3 separate regions of the Pan troglodytes genome follow, and all the other regions are linked to region 1. A link is a contact called in public HiChIP or PLAC-seq data. All regions are on one chromosome and are shown on one strand. Each heading gives the region's core, a stretch centred on a gene start, on an enhancer-like site or on the middle of the called end of the contact. The rest is flanking DNA. Distances are from core to core; before and after follow the strand shown. Region 1 holds the start of FBXO33 (F-box protein 33). Region 2 holds the start of SEC23A (SEC23 homolog A, COPII coat complex component). Region 3 holds the start of TRAPPC6B (trafficking protein particle complex subunit 6B).

Region 1 (3,210 bases), core at 233-2,732:
TTCATTCCTAGGTATCTACCCAAGACAAATTAAAACATACGTCCACACAAAGACTTGCACATGAATGTTCACAGCATTATTCATAACTCGAAACGACCTAAATGTCTGTAAACTGGTAAATGGGTAGTGTTTCATCCTGCCGAACCCACGACTGGGGTCGCCCTCTAAGAGTTCATTAAAATTAATAAGGTATAATTACCTAAAACTCTTGTAAACAGGGGCTCGAATAAGTAACCTATCACAATTGATAAACCACATCATGTTGTTGGCAACCTGATATGTGCAAGGCATTAAACGGAGAGCTTTGCCCTCAAAGGGTTAAGAACATCTAGAATGGGGGTCTCCTCTTTCGTCTTGGGAGCCCCCTCCGTCTGTCTCTGTAGTGGGGAGCTTCTTCCTTCAGCCTTCTTGCTTCTTTCTTGCCTATTAAACTCTCCGCTCCTTAAAACCAAAAAAAAAAAAAAAAAAAAAAGTCCAAAAAGTCTTGGTGTTTACCACAAAAGAACGAGGCTATTCCAAAATCACAGCCTCCCTAAAGCAACTCTCAATTATTACATAAAGAGGCAGCCTCCCTAAAGCAACCCTCGATTATTACATAAAGTCACTTAATCTTTTCTGACTTCACCACTCTTTGCAACCAGAGTTTACTTTGCAGTAGGCTGTGGTGAAGTTAGGGACATGATTTGGAAAATCTAAGTTAGGGGTACCAGGCAAAAAAAGAAGAAGAAGAAAGAAAAAAAATCAAAGCTCTGTCATTACTGTGAACTTTTCAACGAGAGCCTTAAATCTCAGCACTGGGAACAGAGACCCTTCCTCAAGCCCTGGAGAAGAGGCTGGTAACAACCTGCGGATCTCAGATCCCTTTGCCAATTTTTTTCTCTCCCTCTGAATCCAAAGGGTGACGCTGTCCTCACTGCTTCCCCACACACCAGCGAGTGCGCGGAAGTCCACCTGCGTGGTTGGACCGAGGGGGCAGGTCCATTCGCGGCCTCCGCCACGCCCCACACCGCCCCTCCCGGCACAGCCCGCCGGGGTTAGCCCGCCCGTCCGCCAGCTCCCTCTCAGCGGCGCAATCTCAGGAATTCTTAACCCTACTCTGGGCAGGTGGGATGGCTGAGAAAGACCCTGCATGCCGCCACTTTGGCTCAGGGTCCTCAGCCCAAACTGAGAAACGTTTTACAAAGAAGCGTGACGACCTCTCGCACTAAGCCAGAGTACCGCCACCTCCATCGACCGAGCGCCAAAATTAACCGACTTACAGATGTGACTGGGCGCAGCGGCCACCGTAAGGCGTAAGGGGTGCCAAGTGCCGGTTCCAGTCCCGCCCAGCCCCGCCCCGCCCCGCCCCGCGGCCTGCGTGCGTCAGAGATCACGTGCCGCGTCTCCCGTCCCTACAGGCAATCGGGCGCTCCCCTCTTCCGGAAGTCGCGCCGGTGCGCGCCGGACTCCTCCCACCAGCGGCGACGTCAAACTCAGCTCCTACCACTTCTCTGTCTCTGCCGACCGGCGCAGGGAGGGCTGCCTTTTCCTTACAGTACGCCTTGAGGCTTCCGGGCCGCTGAAGTTTACGAGCGAGGGCAGTGCAGTTACTCAGTGTGCCGGCCTCGGACGCACGTGAGTAGAGTTTGAGAGGACAGAGGCTGGCTCCCGGCAGGCCACGCCCGCAGAGGCCTTTCCCCCTCTCCACAACTTGTGTTCTACTTGGTTCCGCCGAGACCCACGACGGTTCCGCCCCCTTCTTCCTTGTCATTGATGTTGTTGTTCTTGTCAGTGCCGCAGCCCCGACCGCCGGGAGCTCGAACCCGAGCCGGGGCCGCCCGGGTGGCGCGGTGGCGGCGGCTGCGGCTGCGGCTGCAGCAGCTGCGACGGCTGCGGGGGCTGCTCCGGGTACTGCGGGGGCGGCCGGGAGCCGGCAGCCGGCGGCGGGGCCGGATGGCTCTGTGCGGGCAGGCGGCGGGCGCTGCGTCGCTGCCCAGCGAGCTGATCGTGCACATCTTCTCTTTTCTGCCGGCGCCCGACCGGCTGCGGGCCTCGGCCTCCTGCTCGCACTGGCGTGAGTGCCTCTTCTATCCGGCCCTGTGGCCCCAGCTCCGCATCTGCCTCCGCGTCTCGCCCGCGGAGCAGCCTCGGCTGGAATTCCTCATGCGCAAGTGCGGCTGGTTCGTGCGAGAGCTGCGTGTTGAATTCGCCGCCGAGAACTATCTGAGCGGCAGTGGCCCAGGGGACGGAGGTGGCGCGGACACCGGGACTGGAGGGGAGGAAGTCGAGGCCCTGCAGCTCTCAGCTCGTTGGCTGGAAGTGCTGCGCACCTACTTGGAGCTGGTGCTTTGCGTGCTGGTCAGCATCCGGAACAACAGGTAGGCTTGCCCTGAGCCCCGCCCCGCCCGGTAACGGGGGGTCGCTCCGTCCCCGCACCCCGACACAGATTCTGTGCGTAATACGTGCCCGGCCAACTTCAGTGTTGCCTTCCTCAGTGACGGAGAGTGTTGGTTCTAACTAGGCGGTTTCCTTGAGCGGAAAGGCATAACGGGACTCATCACGATACTTTATAAACAGTGGTGGACGGGGTGTTTAACAGACACCACTTCTGGCGCCTTCCAGGCACTCATTCATCCTCTTGGTGGCCGTGGGATGGAGCTGACAGGCGCTGTCACTTTTCATTTTATATATGGGAGCGTTAAGACTGGGAGGGTGAGGCCTGTGGGTGAGCCTTGGAAGAAACAAAACATACACATAACACGATTTTCTGACTCTGAATCTGTTAGAAATAGTTCACGGTGAGGGAAAGAGTAGGTACTCATAGGACGCTGCCTAAAAGAAATTTTGTAACAGCCATTTTCTTACCAGAAATAGTTTCGGCTAACTGAACAAGGCCCGAAGAGGAGGAGGAGTGTTTGTTAAAGGGATTGGGGAAGAAGTTGATCTTCAGGGTTGAAAGTCCCTCCCCATACACCACCACACTCAACTTCTCCCCAGTAGTTCACCTAAAAGTAACAGTCGGGCGGAGGAGGCGGGCGGGCAGCGAGGGAGTTGGCCAGGGTCTGCAAAGAGTAAGCACATAACTGTTCTGGTTTTGCATCAGGACTTCACTGTAATTCCAGAACTAACTCCTTATATTCTGACCCAGTATCCCTCCCAATCATCATTTTTCTCCATCGCCACCTCCAAAACCCTATTAATTTAGATCTTCTTTATATGGATATTCTAAAG
Region 2 (3,210 bases), core at 345-2,844, 330 kb after region 1:
AAATAAATTTCTGTTGTTTATGAGCTACCCAGTTGAGGGCATTTGTTTTAGCAGCCTAAATGGACTAAGATCTTTTTACCCTACTCATTCTTAGATCTTGTCGCTTTTGGTGGGTGTACTTATTCCACCTTTATAACAACACCTCTGCTGTGTGCTGTCAAGAATCTTCATTAAGATAGCACCTTGAACCTACTTTATTTGGAAGCCTACACTAATTTTTGGCTTTCGATTCCCATTGCCCTCTTCAGGATTGTATTACAATTTGACAAGCAAACATCCTCTTCCACCTTCCAAAACAACTTTAGTACACACATTATAGAAAGGGAAATATGTTTGGTGCTTTTTTTTTTTTTTTTTTTGAGACAGTCTCACTCTGTCACCCAGACTGGAGTGCAATGGCGTGGTCTCGGCTCACTGCAACCTCCGCCTCCTGGGTTCAAGCAATTCTTCTGCCTCATCCTCCCGAGTAGCTGGGACTACAGGAGCGTGCCACCACACCCGGCTAATTTTTGTATTTTTAGTAGAGACGGGGTTTCACTATGTTGGCCAGGCTGGTCTCGAACTCCTTACCTTGTGATCCACCTGCCTCCGCCTCCCAAAGTGTTGGTATTACAGGCGTGAGCCACCGCGCCCAGCCTGGTGCTGCTGTCTTATTTCTCATGAATATGAGCTTTCAAGGACAGGGACTTGATCTTCTTTTCCATTCCATAAAATGTTGATATGGCTAAACTTTGCAGGCTTTTAGGCGTTGTCATATATGCAATTAATTCCATGGGCACTTAATTTCATTCCCCTCACTGAAGGAAGGGGTTGTCTGAGACCACCAAGCTCTAATGTCTTACCAATCTGTTGCTTTCTCATTTTGTTCAACGTTTTTCTTGGAAAGAAAAACGTTGAACATATCAAGATGAATCAGCCAAATATTGTACTGTGTGTGTGTGTTTTGGGGGTGGGGGGAGACAGAGTTGAGGTGGCAGAGGCAATGTAGGAGGAAAAGACAGGCTGACTAAAATACATAAATAGTACGTGAATTCTTTCGGGCCAGGGATCTGGGCCTACTTTGCCTGCATCATATTACCAGCATCTCAATTGTGTCTGGCACATAGTAAGTTTCAGTAAACATTTGTTGCACTAAGTGAAAGAATGAACTTTTCACTTTTTTCAGAGATGTGATTTGTGATTCTCGGAATCAACCAGGGTCCTAAGATGTCCTGGAGGCCGTCTTCATTTCTCTCGGTGAGCTAAGGTGTCCGAGTGGCACCAGTTCTCCACTCTTTCTGCGACCTGCAGGGAGTGGGATACGCTGTGGCTTTAGGGAGCTGGGAAAGGCGCTCTCTCCCGGTCCCGCTCTGCCCGGTCCCACGCCCCTCGGCCGCCCGGCTGCCTGGGTCTTCCGGGTTCTTCCGCCCCTCTGGCTCGGTCCCCGCTACCTCTCCTCCCTCCTCCCCTCTTGGTACCTTCGCCCGCCGCGCGCCTTTCTCAAATCCTCCGGTTATTAAGCAAGCTCAGGGGTCCGGTGGCCTGCCCTGGTAACTCTGCGCCCGCCCCTTCCTGCCCCCTTCCTGCCCTCACGCCCCGTCCCCTCCTCTTGACGTGGCAGAGGCGGCGCCAGCCATGTTGGCCGGGCGGAGGTCTTCGCTGAGGCCCGGGGCGGGGTGGCGCCACCCCTGATTGCGGTGCCACGGACTGCTTCTGCTGGGCGGAGAGGACAGATTTTGCAAAGCGGAGGCTGCGACGGGTCCTGCAGGGGGACAGTGAGGTAAGGGCCGCCTCGTCTCCGCTCTTGGGGGACCGCAGGTGCGCAGCGGGGAGCGGGGGCGGGCTGGCGGCGGCGGGCTGGGAACTGGGATCCTGGGGTGGTCCCGGCTTTGCCCTCTCGGTGCCCCGGGGCCAGCGAGGTGTGCTGGAGGCTGAGGCCCGGTCCGGCGCGGGGAGCGTTGAGTGCTGAGCTTGCCACCCTCTCACCCACTTCGCTCTGCCGGGGCCGGGGGCCCGGCCTCCTCCAGCTGCCCTGGATTAGGTGGAAAGATGTGGAAAACGGTGGTTCGAGCATCTCGCCCAGCACCCACCCCCACCTCCTGGGCCACCCACCTCCACCCAAGTCCATCATCGCCTCTGGGCCCTTGGACTTACTGTTTCATTCCTTGCCAGATATGGAGTGTCCTAGACTTTGACCCAATTGACTACGTCACCCGTAATTCAGCCTTGGAAGTTAAAGGGGTTAAAGGGGAAAAGAGCTTGGTAAAGATAATGCCTTGGGTTTTGATTACAAAGAGTTCCGTTTTCCAGCAGGACCAGCCCTATCTCACTGGGTTTTCTTTCTACGGTAGGTAGTGTTTCCCGATTTGGTGGTAAAGGTACTGCCTGAGGAAGGTCATAGTAAATCTACATCAATCACTGAAGTGGGGATGTGGAATTCTCGTTTTCACTTGAACTCCCTCAACCTCTACCGTCCAAAGCCATGGATAACTAGCCAAATTAACTTGGTTTAAAAAGGTTTTAGATTTAAATATAAATGCATGTTGAGTTTTCCTTCTCTTTCTCCTCTGGTAGTGAATGAACATCATTTCAGAAGTCCAGCTATTTTTTTTTTTTTTTCTGAGACGGAGTCTTGCTCTGTCGCCCAGGCTGGAGTGCAGTGGCGCGATCTCGGCTCACTGCAACCTCCGCCTCCCTGGTTCAAGCGATTCTCCTGCTTCAGCCTCCCGAGTAGCTGGGATTACAGGGGCGAGCTACTATGCCCGGCTAATTTTTGTATCTTTAGTAGAGACGGGGTTTCACCATGTTGGCCAGGCTGGTCTCGAACTCCTGACCTCAGGTGATCCGCCCGCCTCGGCCTCCCAAAGTGCTGGGATCACAGGCATGAGCCACTGCGCCCGGCCAGAGTCCAGCTATTTTTAATTGACTTACAGAATTTTAGAGTTAGATGGGACCTTGTGATTTTCTAGTCCAAGTCTCTTGTTTTGCTGATGAGAAAAACAGGATTCAGAGAGGTTAATTGTCCAAGATCATAAGAAGACAATTCATTGAGGATTTTGGAAGTGAAAAGTAGGAGACAAATTTAATTGGCAACTAACAGATACATCTAATTGGAAGGAACTCAAATTTACTTGGCAAGTACATTTTCAATTAGATATGAATAAAAGGGCTTAAAATTAGAATATTGAAAAACTATCATAGGGAAAGTCTTTTTTTTTTTTTTTTTTTTTT
Region 3 (3,210 bases), core at 256-2,755, 260 kb after region 1:
TGCTGGATTTATGTGATGAATGGAATAAATTGATTCAAACATTAGAAGGGACATGCTTAAAAAAAAAAACCTACCACAATTAAAATTTTGGAACATGATCTTAAATTCCTGTGAAAGGGCATGAAGAGTTTGTGTGTGTGTGTGTGTGTTTCGTTTTTTGAGACGAAGTCTTGCTCTGTCGCCCAGGCTGGAGTGCAGTGGCACAATTTCTGCTCGCTGCAACCTCTGCCTCCCAGGTTCAAGTGATTCTCCTGCCTCAGCCCTCCGAGTAGCTGGGTTTACAGGCCCCACGCCCGGCTAATTTTTGTATTTTTAGTGGAGACGGGTTTTCACCATGTTGGCCAGGCTGCTCTCAAAACTCATGACCTCGTGATCCCCCCCACCCCCCGTGCCTCGGCCTCCCAAAGTGCTGGATTTTACAGGCATGAGCCACCTTGCGGTATGTTAATTTGGGGGAAAACAACAGGGACAATTGGGGAAAAATTTTGTTTTGTGAATTACCAATGGAAGAACTAATCACAGGCTAAGCAACATGCTTACGGTTGAATTTGCCAAATTTAAGACGTACATACTATGATGTAGCATGTGTATTTATTTGCACATGCAATGGGACAATTCCTACAGTTGTCTCACACTGCTGTAGATTATTAGCAACTCCATCCTGCAGTGACATCGCTTTTCTGAATTCTATAGCACTTTTCACCTAATCCTCTGATTAGTCTGTATTTACCGGTTCAAGTGTATCTTGTTTTTCGTTTGCTCCACTTCCCTTGTCCCTTGCACCCCACTAACAAGAAAATTCCTGGTGGTCAAAATGGCTCTAATTCTTTTTGTATACCCGGGCTTAATTCAATAGGAATTGGGATAACTTTTCAGTATTTAAAAAATTTGCACTGTGAAAACGTATATTTTAAACTCTTTCTACAACTTTTCATATTTGAAGAACATATGGCAGGAAGTGGATGCTTTTGATGAAGCCAAAAGAATTTTTTTAACTTCTATTGCTAATTAACAAGGAGGTGGCCGCGGGAGCTCTTTTTTTTTTTTTTTTTTTTTGAGACGGAGTTTCACTCTTGTTGCCCAGGCTGGAGTGCAGTGGCGCGATCTCAGCTCACCGCAACCTCCGCCTCCCGAGTTCAAGCGATTCTCCTGCCTCAGACTCCCGAGTAGCTGGGATTACAGGCATGCACCACCAGGCCCCGCTAATTTTGTACTTATAGTAGAGACGGGGTTTCTCAGGCTGGTCCGAACTTCTGACCTCATGTGATCCACCGGCCTCCGCCACCCAAAGTGCTGGGATTACAAGCGTGAGCCACCGCGCCCGGGCCAGGCGGGAGCTTTAGGTCTTATTTTATCTTGCTCTGCCCCCGACATCGTGGTGAGAGGGGAACCTTCCTCATATCTGGGCGCTGGCCTCTCCGGGCTTGGGAGAGAGGAACTCAGTGATCATAGAGCTGGCCGAATGCCGGGGTAGAGGGGACCGGAAGTTGTTTTTTTCGCCCCCGCCCAGCTGCCGGATCGCATCTCAGCTGGTTGGCTTTGGTTAGAGCTCCCGTCAGACTTTCGTTCGGCCCTAGGATTTGGTAGCCCCGAAGTGTGGGCTCTCTCCAGTACCAGACTCATTTCAGTACCAGCCTTTGGGAAGTCGTGTGAATACCTCGGTCTCTTAGCCACAGGGACAGAATGGCGGCCTGACGGAGCCGCGGCGCCGGCGAAGTCGCTGAGGCGCGAGCTGGAACCCCCAGACCAGCTCAAACGGGAGCCAAAACTCGAAGCTTGGAAGAATTAGCAGGAAATGGCGGATGAGGCGTTGTTTTTGCTTCTCCATAACGAGATGGTGTCTGGAGTGTACAAGTCCGCGGAGCAGGGGGAGGTGGTGAGTGCTGCCACACGCCCTTGAGGTCCTTTTGCGGTGACACACCTTGTTTCCCCTCAGTGCTTTCCTTCAACCCCTGTCCCATCGCCACCCGACGCCTCCCGAGGTGTACACAAAATGGTCCACCTCCAGGAGTCCTAAACCCTAGAACCTGTCAGTTGTCTCCTTTGAACCGTCATCTTTCATCGTTTTCTCTTTCGTATCTTCTTCTATTTGATTCCTTTTTGTCTATTCCCGTACGTTTGTCTTCCACGCCACAGATTTTGGTACTTTTAGTGTTGTCCCTGCCATTATTTACGAGAGGGTTAACTGCAGAGCCTACTTAGTTTTGCTGGCACTTCCAGCACTTGAGCCATGCACTGGACAGACCTGTGCCAACCTGAGAAGCCTGTCCCTCCTTCCTCATTCCTAATGCTCAGTAGAACTCCACACAACTTGAGACCTGAAGCCTAATGAAGGTTGAGTTTGCAAGGGAAAGTTTGCAGGCGTTAGGATAATTAGGGAACATAATTTAAATTAATTATTTCAGAAAGTATTTATTTAGTGCCCTTATGTCAGAGCGATTTCTAGGTGCCAGGGATATAGTAGTGAATGAAACAATGGCCCCATCCTTGTAGAGATTATTTTTTTAAATCTGATTTAATCCGAAATGTGATAGTATGTAGCGCTTACTTCTAATATGTGGGAGTCCTTATTCAATCATTGTGGGCCTGTCACTGCTGACACTGCTAGATAAATAAAATAATACTCCTGCCTCACAGTATTTAGGGAATAGTGATTTAATGAATAGTTAACACTGAGTATTGGCTGGTAGAATCATGGAGTTGTAACGGATTTTAGAAATACTCCAAACTCATGCTCAAGTCAGGAGCCCTTTCTTTAATGCTATTGATAAAAAATGAGTGGAGAGTGGGGATAGGAAATGTATCCTAGGCAAAGATAAAGTGGTAGAGGTATGAAAGAGTGGTGGATTTAAATACACTTAAGCATTTCTTTGGACTAGACTGAATAGAGAGTGAGAAGAATTGAGAGGTGAAGTTAGAAAGCTTTGTGTAATTAAAGAATTCGGATCTTTTCGAGGGAATATTTTTAAGGAAGGGAATGATGTGGACCATTTGCATTTTAGAAAAGTAATCCAGTGTTTGGGCTAGAGAGGGAAGATTCTTGTAGGGGGAAAATCCTTTATTACGGGAGTCACTGCAGGAGGAGATGAAGATCTGAATTAAGACAGGGATAGTGAGAAAAGGAGATAACAGATTTGAAAGTTAGAAAGTGGAATTCTGTAGGCCTTGTTTAAGGATGGGAGTGGGAGTTGAAAATTATCGTCAGGTTTT

What was found. HiChIP or PLAC-seq counts read pairs in DNA pulled down with a chosen protein or histone mark.
Region 2: an H3K4me3 HiChIP or PLAC-seq map of stem cell-derived excitatory neurons shows a contact between it and region 1, with 4 times the contacts expected there. The contact joins the promoter of SEC23A here to the promoter of FBXO33 in region 1. A contact is called at or near these places in 1 of 7 Hi-C or Micro-C datasets (stem cell-derived neural progenitor cells) and 1 of 1 datasets of contacts at active chromatin or transcription factors (stem cell-derived excitatory neurons).
Region 3: a contact with region 1 is called in an H3K4me3 HiChIP or PLAC-seq map of stem cell-derived excitatory neurons, with 5 times the contacts expected there. The contact joins the promoter of TRAPPC6B here to the promoter of FBXO33 in region 1. A contact is called at or near these places in 1 of 7 Hi-C or Micro-C datasets (stem cell-derived neural progenitor cells) and 1 of 1 datasets of contacts at active chromatin or transcription factors (stem cell-derived excitatory neurons).

What each region holds. Positions count from the first base shown.
Region 1 is chr15:37,672,843-37,676,052 of NHGRI_mPanTro3-v2.0_pri, reverse strand. It overlaps FBXO33 (F-box protein 33), which reads left to right and starts at 1,482. Exons shown (of 4, transcript XM_001149215.7): 1 at 1,482-2,357. The coding sequence starts at 1,753. LOC134808287 (a long non-coding RNA gene) reads right to left here and starts at 1,342. Exons shown (of 2, transcript XR_010150914.1): 1 at 1,260-1,342.
Region 2 is chr15:37,342,918-37,346,127 of NHGRI_mPanTro3-v2.0_pri, reverse strand. It overlaps SEC23A (SEC23 homolog A, COPII coat complex component), which reads left to right and starts at 1,594. Exons shown (of 20, transcript XM_001145529.8): 1 at 1,594-1,759.
Region 3 is chr15:37,410,115-37,413,324 of NHGRI_mPanTro3-v2.0_pri, reverse strand. TRAPPC6B (trafficking protein particle complex subunit 6B) reads left to right here and starts at 1,505. Exons shown (of 5, transcript XM_063792864.1): 1 at 1,505-1,876. The coding sequence starts at 1,796.